Regions from separate parts of the Rattus norvegicus genome. Here region 1 is linked to region 2. The links are chromatin contacts, called in public Hi-C maps. All regions are on one chromosome and are shown on one strand. Each heading gives the region's core, a stretch centred on a gene start, on an enhancer-like site or on the middle of the called end of the contact. The rest is flanking DNA. Distances are from core to core; before and after follow the strand shown. Region 1 overlaps Cped1 (cadherin-like and PC-esterase domain containing 1). Region 2 holds the start of Cped1 (cadherin-like and PC-esterase domain containing 1).

What was found. A called contact is a pair of places that touch in the nucleus more often than the background predicts.
Region 1: a contact with region 2 is called in a Hi-C map of the A7r5 cell line, with 6 times the contacts expected there. The contact joins the enhancer-like site here to the promoter of Cped1 in region 2. A contact is called at or near these places in 12 of 12 Hi-C or Micro-C datasets (the A7r5 cell line, the Rat2 cell line, Schwann cells and 7 more).

The regions. Positions count from the first base shown.
Region 1 is chr4:51,572,823-51,578,089 of GRCr8, forward strand. The region is part of intron 4 of Cped1 (cadherin-like and PC-esterase domain containing 1); the gene reads left to right. Among named protein-coding and RNA genes, the nearest start is that of Cped1, 93 kb to the left of the region's middle. Within about 2 kb of position 3,284, at least 3 of the 93 cell types and tissues checked have an H3K27ac peak or open chromatin away from gene starts, as enhancers often do. A contact at or near this core is called in the A7r5 cell line, where this site is marked.
Region 2 is chr4:51,479,701-51,484,765 of GRCr8, forward strand. It overlaps Cped1 (cadherin-like and PC-esterase domain containing 1), which reads left to right and starts at 2,798. Exons shown (of 22, transcript XM_039108607.2): 1 at 2,798-3,028; 2 at 3,817-3,972.

The DNA of each region.
Region 1 (5,267 bases), core at 2,034-4,533, 94 kb after region 2:
TTATAGATAAGCTGCCCTAAAAAAAAATAAGACATAGCATTAAATTTTTACTTATGCATCAGACACAGACCATATCTATCCCCTCTTTGACCTCACATAATTATTTATGGAGTAAATACATTCATGATCCGATCCATATCACCCTACTGCACCATCATACCAGATTTTTAGGCTGATTATAATATCCAAACTAAGGAAGAATTTATTTGGAAGACACTATTATGTCTGGGCCTAATAATAAATTACATCTGGTCACTCTGGTTTTATTATTTCATCCTATAACATAATCCTCTTGACTCAGTGCTCATTGATATCAGCCACTGAGTGGTGCAATGTGTCCTTACAATAGGCAGAAGATGGTTATTTTTTTGTTAGGAAACTCAACAGCAGACCAGAATTGCTAGGCTCCGGAGAGAAAACTCTCCTGTCCTCACTATTTGCTAGTAAGCCACCTTGTAGGGTCCCCTTCGTACTTTCTCCTGTCACACCTTTCCTTGTGCGACTGTACTTGAGTCAACTGCCCGAGCTATCAATAGCTCTGCTAAGCACAAGGAAAGCCTATCATGGGAGGCTTCATACAGTAGTCACACACTTTGGGTCAGGGGTGAGGGGTCAAGGGTGAGTCTCACAGGAGCTTCAGGTCTGGGTTTCTCGAGTATAATGGTACCACCTTCCTGGGCTACTTACAAAAGTCCTAGAATTAGTTACTTTGGCATCTTATAGTTGTTTTTCTGTTTTTTTTTTTTTTTTTTTTTTTTTTCTTTCCAGAGCTGAGGACCGAACCAGGGCCTTGTCCTTGCTAGGCAAGCGCTCTACCACTGAGCTAAATCCCTGACCACTTTGGCATCTTATAGTTGTTGTTGTTGTTGGTGGCTTTTTTTTTCTGGCTTTTACTGGAGGATTCCATGGTGTCATTTAGAATTAACTGATTGTGCTGTCAAACTGTGCTGTGTTTTTGAAAAGCACAAATGTAAGAGGCCGCATAAGTGGCTCTGAGTGGAGCCAAATTGTGTTTTAGAGGAAGTGTATGAATTGGCAGAATGAATGGTTTGTAAAAATTGTTTTTAGGGGTGGAGGTTGCTTCGAATTGATTATGAGCTACTACCGGGTAGTGGAGTGTGCACCAAGGGCCAGGCCTCTTATGTGTAAATCCCATCCTGGCCACCTAATAGCCCAGCACCCTTAGGTGAGTTTCTTACCTTCTCTTTGCTTTAATTTTCTGTCTAGAACAGAGGGAAGACCACAGTTTTCTAGCCGAGGTTTGTCTTGTTCTTACTGTTTATTTTCTAGGCAAGATCTCACTAGGTATCCTTGTGGCCTAAGTTCATTTTATGGCCTGGACCGGCCTTGAGCTTGCAGAGAACCTCCTGCCTTCGTTCATTGAATTCTAGGATTATGAGCCTACACCACCAACCTTAGTACAAAGCTTTTAGGAGGATAGACCAGGGTCACATCTTTAAATTACTTGGAGTTCTGCATGTTATGTGTGCAGAATGCGAAGTTCATGGCCGTTAGATGTTTTTCTTTACTATCTTGCTAAGAGCTTGTCTTGGTCAGTGTTCCAATTCTGTGAAGAAACATCATGACCAAGACAATTCGTATAAAAGAAAGCATTCAATTGGCGGGTTGCTTGCAGATCCAGAGAGTTAGTCCATTATCATGGGTGGGGGTGGGGGGTTATGGTGGGAATAGGGCAGAATTGATAGCCCTGGAGAAAAAAGCTGAGATCTACATCCTCTTTTACAGACAGATAGAGAAGAGTGGGATTTGGTAACTTCACAGCTCACTTCAAGTTGGCATACTTCTTCCAACAGGGCCACACCTCCTAATTCTTCTAATCCTTCTCAAACAGTTCCATGACATCATAACTAAGCATTCAAACATATGCGCCAATGGGGGACATTCTTACTGAAACCACCACTGTGATCGAGTTTTATTTTTATTACTGTGATAAAAAATTATAAAAATGAAAAAAGCTTCTATTACTGTTGACCCAAGACAACACATGGAAGAAGGTTTATTTGTCTCACAATTCAAGGATAAGGTTCATACTGTGAAGAAGTCAAGTCAGAAACTTAAAGATCACGTTTATAATCAAGAGAAAAAGTAACAAACCCATGGGTCTTTGCTCACTTGCTTGCTTGTTCTAGGCTAGCTTTCTTCCCTCTCATACTACTCAGGACTACCTGACTAAAGAATGGTGCTGCCTGCAGTAGGTTGGGTCTTCTTCTATGACTTAGCAATCAGGGCAGGTCCCCTAAAATCATGCCCATAACCCAATCTGATTTTGTTAATTCCTCAATTAAGACTCTCTTCCTAGGTAATTCTAGATTGTGCCAAGTAGAGAATTAAATCGATACCAGATAGCTAGTCTAGCCAATTGGTAAGTTTGAGGTTCAGTGAGAAACCTTGTCTCAAAAAACAAGACAGAAAATGATAAAAGACACCCATATGAATAGATATGGATAAACACCTCCATATACACATAAACATATGTATGCTCTAGAACTGTGTTCTTCAACCTGTGGCAACCCCTTTGGCAAACCTCTACCTCTAAAAAAAATATTTACATTATGATTCATAACAGGAAAATTACAGTTATGAAGTAGAACAAAAAATAATTTGATGGTTGGAGTCACTACATCTGTATTAAAGGGTCACCGTAGTAGGAAGGATGAAAACACTGGTCTAGAGAGGAGTCCACAGAATACAAAACACCGCACTGAAAGTTCCCCTTTTATTGTATGTCATCCTGCTATGTGGCACTCCTATTGCTATCTACCCCATTTTAATTTAAGGGTGGTCCTTTGCTGGTAGACCTCACGCACAGTTCTTCGAGTCAAGCCCACACACATTGGAGTACTAGTAGGGCAGACATTCCACATAAACACTCCGACGCCCCAGTAAATAATCACCAGATGACAGCTCAGCATCTCTCACTGACCACAGACTGTAAAAAAGGGGACAAAGTTGGGAAATAGGTTCTCTCTCTGTCTCTGTCTCTCTGTCTCTCTGTCTCTCTGTCTCTCTGTCTCTCTGTCTCTCTGTCTCTCTGTCTCTCTGTCTCTCCGTCTCTCTGTCTCTCTCTCTCTCTCTCTCTCTCTCTCTCTCTCTCTCTCGGTCTGTCTGTCTCTCTGCCTGTCACTCCCCCTTTTGATGTCAGAATTAGGTGTGCTTAATATCACTGAATTGTAACAGGGCCACAATTGGACTCAACACATTTCTCTAGAACGGAGTGGAGCTACTTGGCTCCACTTACTTTTCGAGTACGAAGCCATCACTATTTATGACTCAGTAATCCAAATATTGCAGGCACAGGAATGTTTACTCTGCCTCTAAATAGAATTACTAAGAAAGATGATGTGTTTAAGTAAACTGGATCTGTTCATCTATCTTCGGTTCCCTGTTTTGCAAACGCTTCAGTTTCTTTACCGTGCTCCTCCACCCAGCATGGGTCGGTCTACAGCCAGTTTTAGATCAGTGCTGTGTCGTTTAAGAGAAAGAGCCTTCAACTATAATCATAGCCAGCTATAACATGCAAGGTACAATCCACAAAATGATATTTAAAATGTCCCAATTACACAATGTATTTGTAAACCTACAGTAGCCAAGAGCAAAAGGATATAGAGTGCCAAGGTGCCACCGGGACTAAAGTATACTGAGAAATTTTTAAAGTGATTTGGGAAAGAAAAGTTAGATTGAGGGACAGACAAGAGCGCTGAGTAAGGAACCACCTTCTGAGAGAAACCAGCAGCAGCTGCAGGATGCTGGGCAAGCGCCTCGGAAGCAGGGCGGAAAGCCCGAACTGCAGATCATTTGATGGATAATGGTAGCCACGGACCTCTGCCACGTTTCACCTTAGAGCCATGAAATTGAATGAGCACTCTTACTTCTCAGAATCCTTATAGACATTTCACGTGCGTTTTCTCTAAATCCAGTTTTGCTGGCCTGCTAGTGACCTCCAACTTCTTTTGGGAAGAGTACCCCAAGCCCTCGAGCTGAGGAACCTGACTCCAGCCACAGGGGAACTGAGCCAGGGTGGCAGGGGGGCCAGACCAAAACAACCCTTTGAGAAAGCTGAGGTCACGTTGATTGGGCAAGCAAAGTAAAACAGCCTCTTCCTACATCATCTCTAATCCCAAAGACCTTGTAGGGTAGTTTGGATTAAAACAAACAAACACAAACAAACAAACAAACAAACAAAAAAAACCCAACTTTATTTGTAAGGTGATAAGGTTGAAAAAAAAAGATATTGAAGGAAGATTTAGGATCACTCAACCCACAACATTTGTTTATTCATTGACTGATTAATTGATTGATTGACCTGGGGGAGAAACAAGCCACATTACACATGTGTAGGTCAGGGCACATAATGCTCTCCCCAGTGTTCTCCTTTAAGGTTCCAGGGATTAAACCCAAGTCTTCATATTTGGCAGCAAGCACCTTTGTGTTTTGAACTGTCTGTCTCACTGTCCCCCATCACAAAACAAAATTCTGCCAAATTCTTCATATAAAAGCCTCTAATTTCCTTGATAGTTCCCTCTAATTCACTAAAACACCATTTTTCCCAGTCACTCCCTTCATGGAACTTTTTGTACACTCTTCTCTTTCCAGCTCACCTTTATAAAGTAATCAATTGATATTCACTCCTTATGCCAGGGTATAATAAAGACTCACTTTCTAAGTCAACATCATTTCTTCATTAGGTGAGGAACAAAAAGAGGAAACCCAGTATTTTTAATAGATTTTTTTCTTTGCTACTAGCCATCTTGAATTCTTTCTGCCACTTCTAAATTGATTCTTAAACTCACCATCTCCTGGCTGGAATCTATTGTGATAAGAAATAATGTTGAATTTTCTTTTCATGACTCCTGGCCACTGAGTGTTATTAGGACTCTCTGGGCTTTTTAAATCAATGACTGTATAACCCTCATTTATTGAAGATGGCTGGAATAATATTGAATGTCACAATTTTTTTCTTCAGGATATTTAAAAATAAATAGCAAAATTCATTTTATATACTATTTATTTATTTATTTTTTTACTATCAGTTTTTTCTCAGTCATCTAAGTAGGAGCTCAAGTTTGGGGTTTCGTAAAGAGTTTGCTTTACAGGGATGTTCTGGTTTGCATTATTTTCTGCTGTTGCCAAAAATACAATGACAAAAAAACAGAAAGAGGGAAGAAAAGGGTTCACACTGCTTACGCTTCTAGGCCACAGTTCATCAATGAGGGAAGTCAGGACAGGGACTCAAGCAGAAACCTGGA
Region 2 (5,065 bases), core at 1,548-4,047:
ACAACAGTGTGTTTAAAGGGCACCCACACCCTTGTTTACTGTATTAGTTACAACAGCCAAGGACGGAAACAACTACAGTCTTCAACTGGCGAGCGAAGACAGTGAACTGTGCTTACGTCGTTCCGACAGAAAAAAGAACGAGATACTGTGATTTACAACTACATGGGTGGAATTGGAGGTCATTAAGTGGGGGAAGGACAAGTTACAAAAAGTAAAGACTGTGTGATCCCACTTGTGAGGAACCTGCAAGCGGAGGAGAATGTTGGTCACCAGAGACTGATGAGGGATGGGGAGAGACTGAATGGGAGGGTTAATCACAGGACCGAGTTATAATTAGTACAGTCAGAAGTAGGGATCTCTAATGTGCTATTGCACAATAGAGTGACTACAGGCCATATGTACAAAAGCTACAAGGCAGAATTCTTAATGTTTTTACTCCAAAGAAATGAGAAGCACTGAGTCAATGGATAGGTTTAAATCACCTTAGATAACATGCTATATGCATTCATAGAAACATTGCATGGTGCTGCCTTAATATGTCCAATATCTCCATCTAGCCATTAAAATTGTAAATTTGAGAACACAGATATTTGGATCTCAGGCATGGCTAAAGCCCACAAGTTCATCTTCTCAAAATGTCTATTCCCCTTCATCACAAAGGATGGTGGAAAGAGAACAATTAGTGACAAGAGTTTGTGTCTGCTTCTTTTGTGTTCCTTGTGGCTCACCATTTAAACGATCTCCTCACAGGTCTGACACCTCACCACATCCTAAGCTCTGCTAGGGCTGAGCCTGGGGCTCTTACAGCTGACAGATGTGCATCCGCTCTCTGCCAGCCTCAGAATGCCTAGGTGCTGTCTGTGCATCCGCTCTCATCCATCTGCCAGCCTCAGAATGCCTAGGTGCCGTCTGTGGCCATCTCACCAGGGCCAACTGCACTCAGAGTGGGTACTGAGCCCACAAATGATAGACTTAGACTTCATATTCCAAAGCACTTATTTCAGAACAGCCTGTAAGAGGTGGTGAATGTTATAATCTATGTCCATGACGGACTGCCTCTGATACCTGATGTGGTCCCAGGAGTCTCAGTCCACTTGGCGCTGTGCTTTCTTTGTTACACACTTCTTCTAACTAACCCTTTCTATTTCTAATATTAATGATATTTCTAATATTATCGCTACTGTCTTCTGCTCTTTGGACTCTGTGCTGAACACAGGGAATTGAGTTCTTCGACTTATTGGAAGCCTTTCTGGATTCCTCTTAGCCAAAAGGAGAGCTGCAGAATTGTCTAAAGATTTTCTGGTCTGCTGCCTTTCCTTTCTCCCCACCTAAAGGCAATTCCAGTTAGCATCCAATTTCCTCTCCTGTAAAATGACTCAGCAACTTAATAATGTCCCCTCCCCAAAAGGGTTCTTCCTCTGAATTCTAGCGTTAATAATTAATAACTATCTATATTGCTCATAACACCCAGTAAACAGCTTTACCACATAAGCAGAGAAGACATTCCAATTTAGAGGTCTAGTAATTCCTATTGGCCCTTAGATTATATTACAGCCACCAAAACTCTGTATCATGGGACAGTAATGCCCTCTCAATGTCTGCATGTAAAAACCAGGCTAATTTTCTCCCATTCCCTTATTTCTCATGGTATTGAAGACTTTGAATTTATATATCAAAGAGTAGTAAAACAATTTATAGACTTCATGTAAATAGACCTGAGATAAGTTAATGCTTATTCTATAATGACCAAATTAGTTTGCTTTTAGGGAGCAAACTTTCCTTTCCTTTTCTCTTTTCTTCTTCCTCTTTCTCTTCCTCCTCCTCCTTCCTCTTTATCTCTCTCTCAAATCTCTCTCTCTCCCTCCCTTCCTTTCTTTCCTTTCTCCCATCATCTATCCCCAGCTGACTCAAATTAAGTTTCTTACTAGCAAGAGATGTCCATTTTTCTGAATCTTTTGTAGCTGTGAGCCTCTAGGGGGCACTCCCTCTCACAAAATATTAGGGTCTAATAGCTGAGTCCTTTGGCATGGGCTTAGTCTAGGGGTGTGGCCTCACGGGTTAAAGTCTGCCTATAAGAAGTTTGGTTAGACCTAAAGTATGAAACCATTTAAGTCTTTAAAGAATGTCCCCCATGAGCCTAAACTAGTCCTTCCCAGAGCAGTCAAAGCAAGAACCTGGAGGTTCTTTCGATGGTCTCTCACCCTGCTGAGCCAACAGTGATGAAATTTGCCAGTCTGCCCTGTTAACAAAGCCCGTGAGAGGGTTGGCATGGAATTAAAAGGCCTGCTGGGTACCCCTTTCTCCTGGGCAAAAGTTAGGACTTCAATAAGCTGCTACAGTCAGCTCAGTTGAATAGCATCAGGCTGTTTGCAATGGGAAAACTTCAGAGCAGTAGTAACAGCGGAAGGACTCTATGTTGGAATGGAGAGGGGACTTTTAGCTACACGGACTGTGGAATGTTTCCTAGTCTGTGGTCCAGACTGTCCTGATGACTCTCTTGTCCGCTTAAGCGTAACCGCAATTCCCTGGAGTGATGAACCTCCCAGTTAGCTCGGAGTCGGCCTTCATCTCCTCCTCGAACTTGAGGATCTATTGACTAGAAGCCATTTGTTATTCTGTATTAGGAAAACGCTGTGACAGAGAAGAGCAGAGATCAAGTATGTTTCTAATTCTGCAGGTCTGGATAGATTGCCACGTTCCAAGTTAGGATGTCTAACTGCTGTTTCTATGCACCCTTTGCTGGTGACGAGCTCATAGTGCGATCGGACAGCCCCCAAGGCCAGAAAAGTCCTAGCTTAGCTCCGCCCCGCTCGGCCTGGGTGGCAGGGATGGCCCGGGTCCTCCGGCTCTCGGCCCTGTGTGCAGCCGGCACGCGCGTGTCTCCGCGTGTCTGCGCGTGTGTGTCCGTGCGTGAGAGTGAGATGAAGTGGAGTCCTACGCCTGGGTGCTTCCTCCCAAGTGATTTTCATCAGCAATCCATTAAGGGGATCATGAAAAAAAAAAATCTGGCTAAAAGGATGAAAACTGAGTAAGTACACAGAACTTTGAACTTGAAACGGAATGAGACCAAACGCAAGCAAAACCCTGACAGTGACCACATACATCCAAACTGCTATCCCCCACCCTCTTTTTATGTTAAAAGCCGTGAACGCTAGCAGCCAAGTGGCAATTTAAAACTGAACGAAAGGAAGCAGTTCTGCAACATAAAAGGCTGAGAGCGGGATGGCTTTAAAAGCGGAGGGAAAATGAGAAACTGCTAGGACAACCTGGCCGGCGCCCAGCTGTGCAACAGGCTCTCCGCGTTTAATCGGCTGCGTCTCTCAGGGCTGGTTTCTGCCTTCAGACCCGCATTACTGTGCTTTCTTTTTGCCCCCAAAGAAGAGACAAGCTGAACTCCTGAGTTTAAGAATGTTATGGAAGTAAGACATTGCCGGAAGGAACTCTTGGCAGCTGGGGATGCATTTGGATGATTTCTTACAACTATCTTTATTTTGACATCTTAAAAAAAAAAAAATCAGGGCAGTCACTTCTTACTGTCCTTCATGGAAGGGCTATTGTTAACCACCTCTGACCGCTGGGTCCTGTGAATCTTTGGCATGAACTTTCGGAAAGTTCTCCAGTGGAGATGGGGCGAACTTGATTAGAATTGTGCAAAAGCAAGACAGATGTGTGTTTTTTTCATACTGACAACGTGGCCAGGGGCCAAGTGAACCTGGACTGGTCATGGTCTGTCGACCTGGGTTCCTTTGTCGCCGGCGATTTTGCCCCCGACCTTTCCTGGTGGGTTTGGTGGTGGCAATCTGTCTCTTTTACCAGACCCTAACACTCAGAGGGACTAAGAAGATTGCAGCGGAGGTCTCTGGGACTGTCCCACACACCCCCTCTCAAACTCAGGGTAGCAGATGTGAGAAAGACTACCCGCAGGACAAACGGTGCTTCCTTCTCTCTGCCAACGCTCAAGAAATCAGGAAGGTAAGTCTGAGTTTAGCCTGGGCGTCTGGTCGGCCTCTCTCTCCTTTCTGCAAAACTAAAATTAACTTCCATGAGGTCCGAAAGCGAGCCAGAGTATAAACAGACCAGAGTGACCTGGTGACTGGGAGATGAATTACATAAGCTGCTAAGCTCCCTAACCCTACAGAGTTCTGCCCTTTATCTTTTAGAGGCTAACTTCATTACAGCGAGAGAAAAATAGCTTCTAAAACTTTAGAAGTCTAAGAGAGTTGAGGATTTCTACATCAGAAACAAAAGCTAGTTTTAAAAATCCGAAAAAAAAAAAATCCTGTATCTCTTTCCTTAAATCCAAGAGTATGAATGCCAAGACTCCCAAATTCTAGAACTCCTCCAGAACTCCATCTCAAGACCTGGTTCTGAATTGGTGACTTGTTTTTAAAACTAATGTGTTCATTTCTGAAGAATTTAAAAGAATAGTCCTATAGGTTTCTTAAGAACAATTGACATGCTATTTAGTTGTTCATATTGGGCCCATACCTGGACTCTAAGCACTCAGGAGGCAGAGGCAGGAAAATTATGCCAAGCTCCAGCCCAGCCTGATCTACATGAAGAGTTCTGGGCCTGCCTGTGTTAAGTGATGAGGCATTTTTATTTAAAGTGTGCATTTATGCTTGGTGTGATGGACTACTGATAGTCTGTACTGGAAAGGCAGAGAGACAGGGGGTCAAGGGTTAAAGGCCAGTCTAGGTTAATTACATTATGCCTGAGTCCAGCCTCAGCTACATAAGACACTGTTTAGTAAAAAAGAAAAAGAAAAGAAGGAAGGAAGAAGGGAAGGAAAAAGGAAGGAAGGAAAACAAAATGTTGGAGAAAAAAATCATTTTTACTGGGGAGGGGTTTCACTATTTTTACTTGTAAAGTATAGGGAACAACACAAATCCAGAAAACATAAAATGTCTGCTTTAATACTCCACTATGTCCAGGCCTGCCAGTCAAGTGCAGGTCTTTCACTGCCAAGTATAAAGAAGAAAAATAAAAAAAGATGAAAAACTAATTAATCAAGAAGTCGTGATGGAAAGCCCACCGAGTGGGTGGCCCTTGAAGTATTATACAG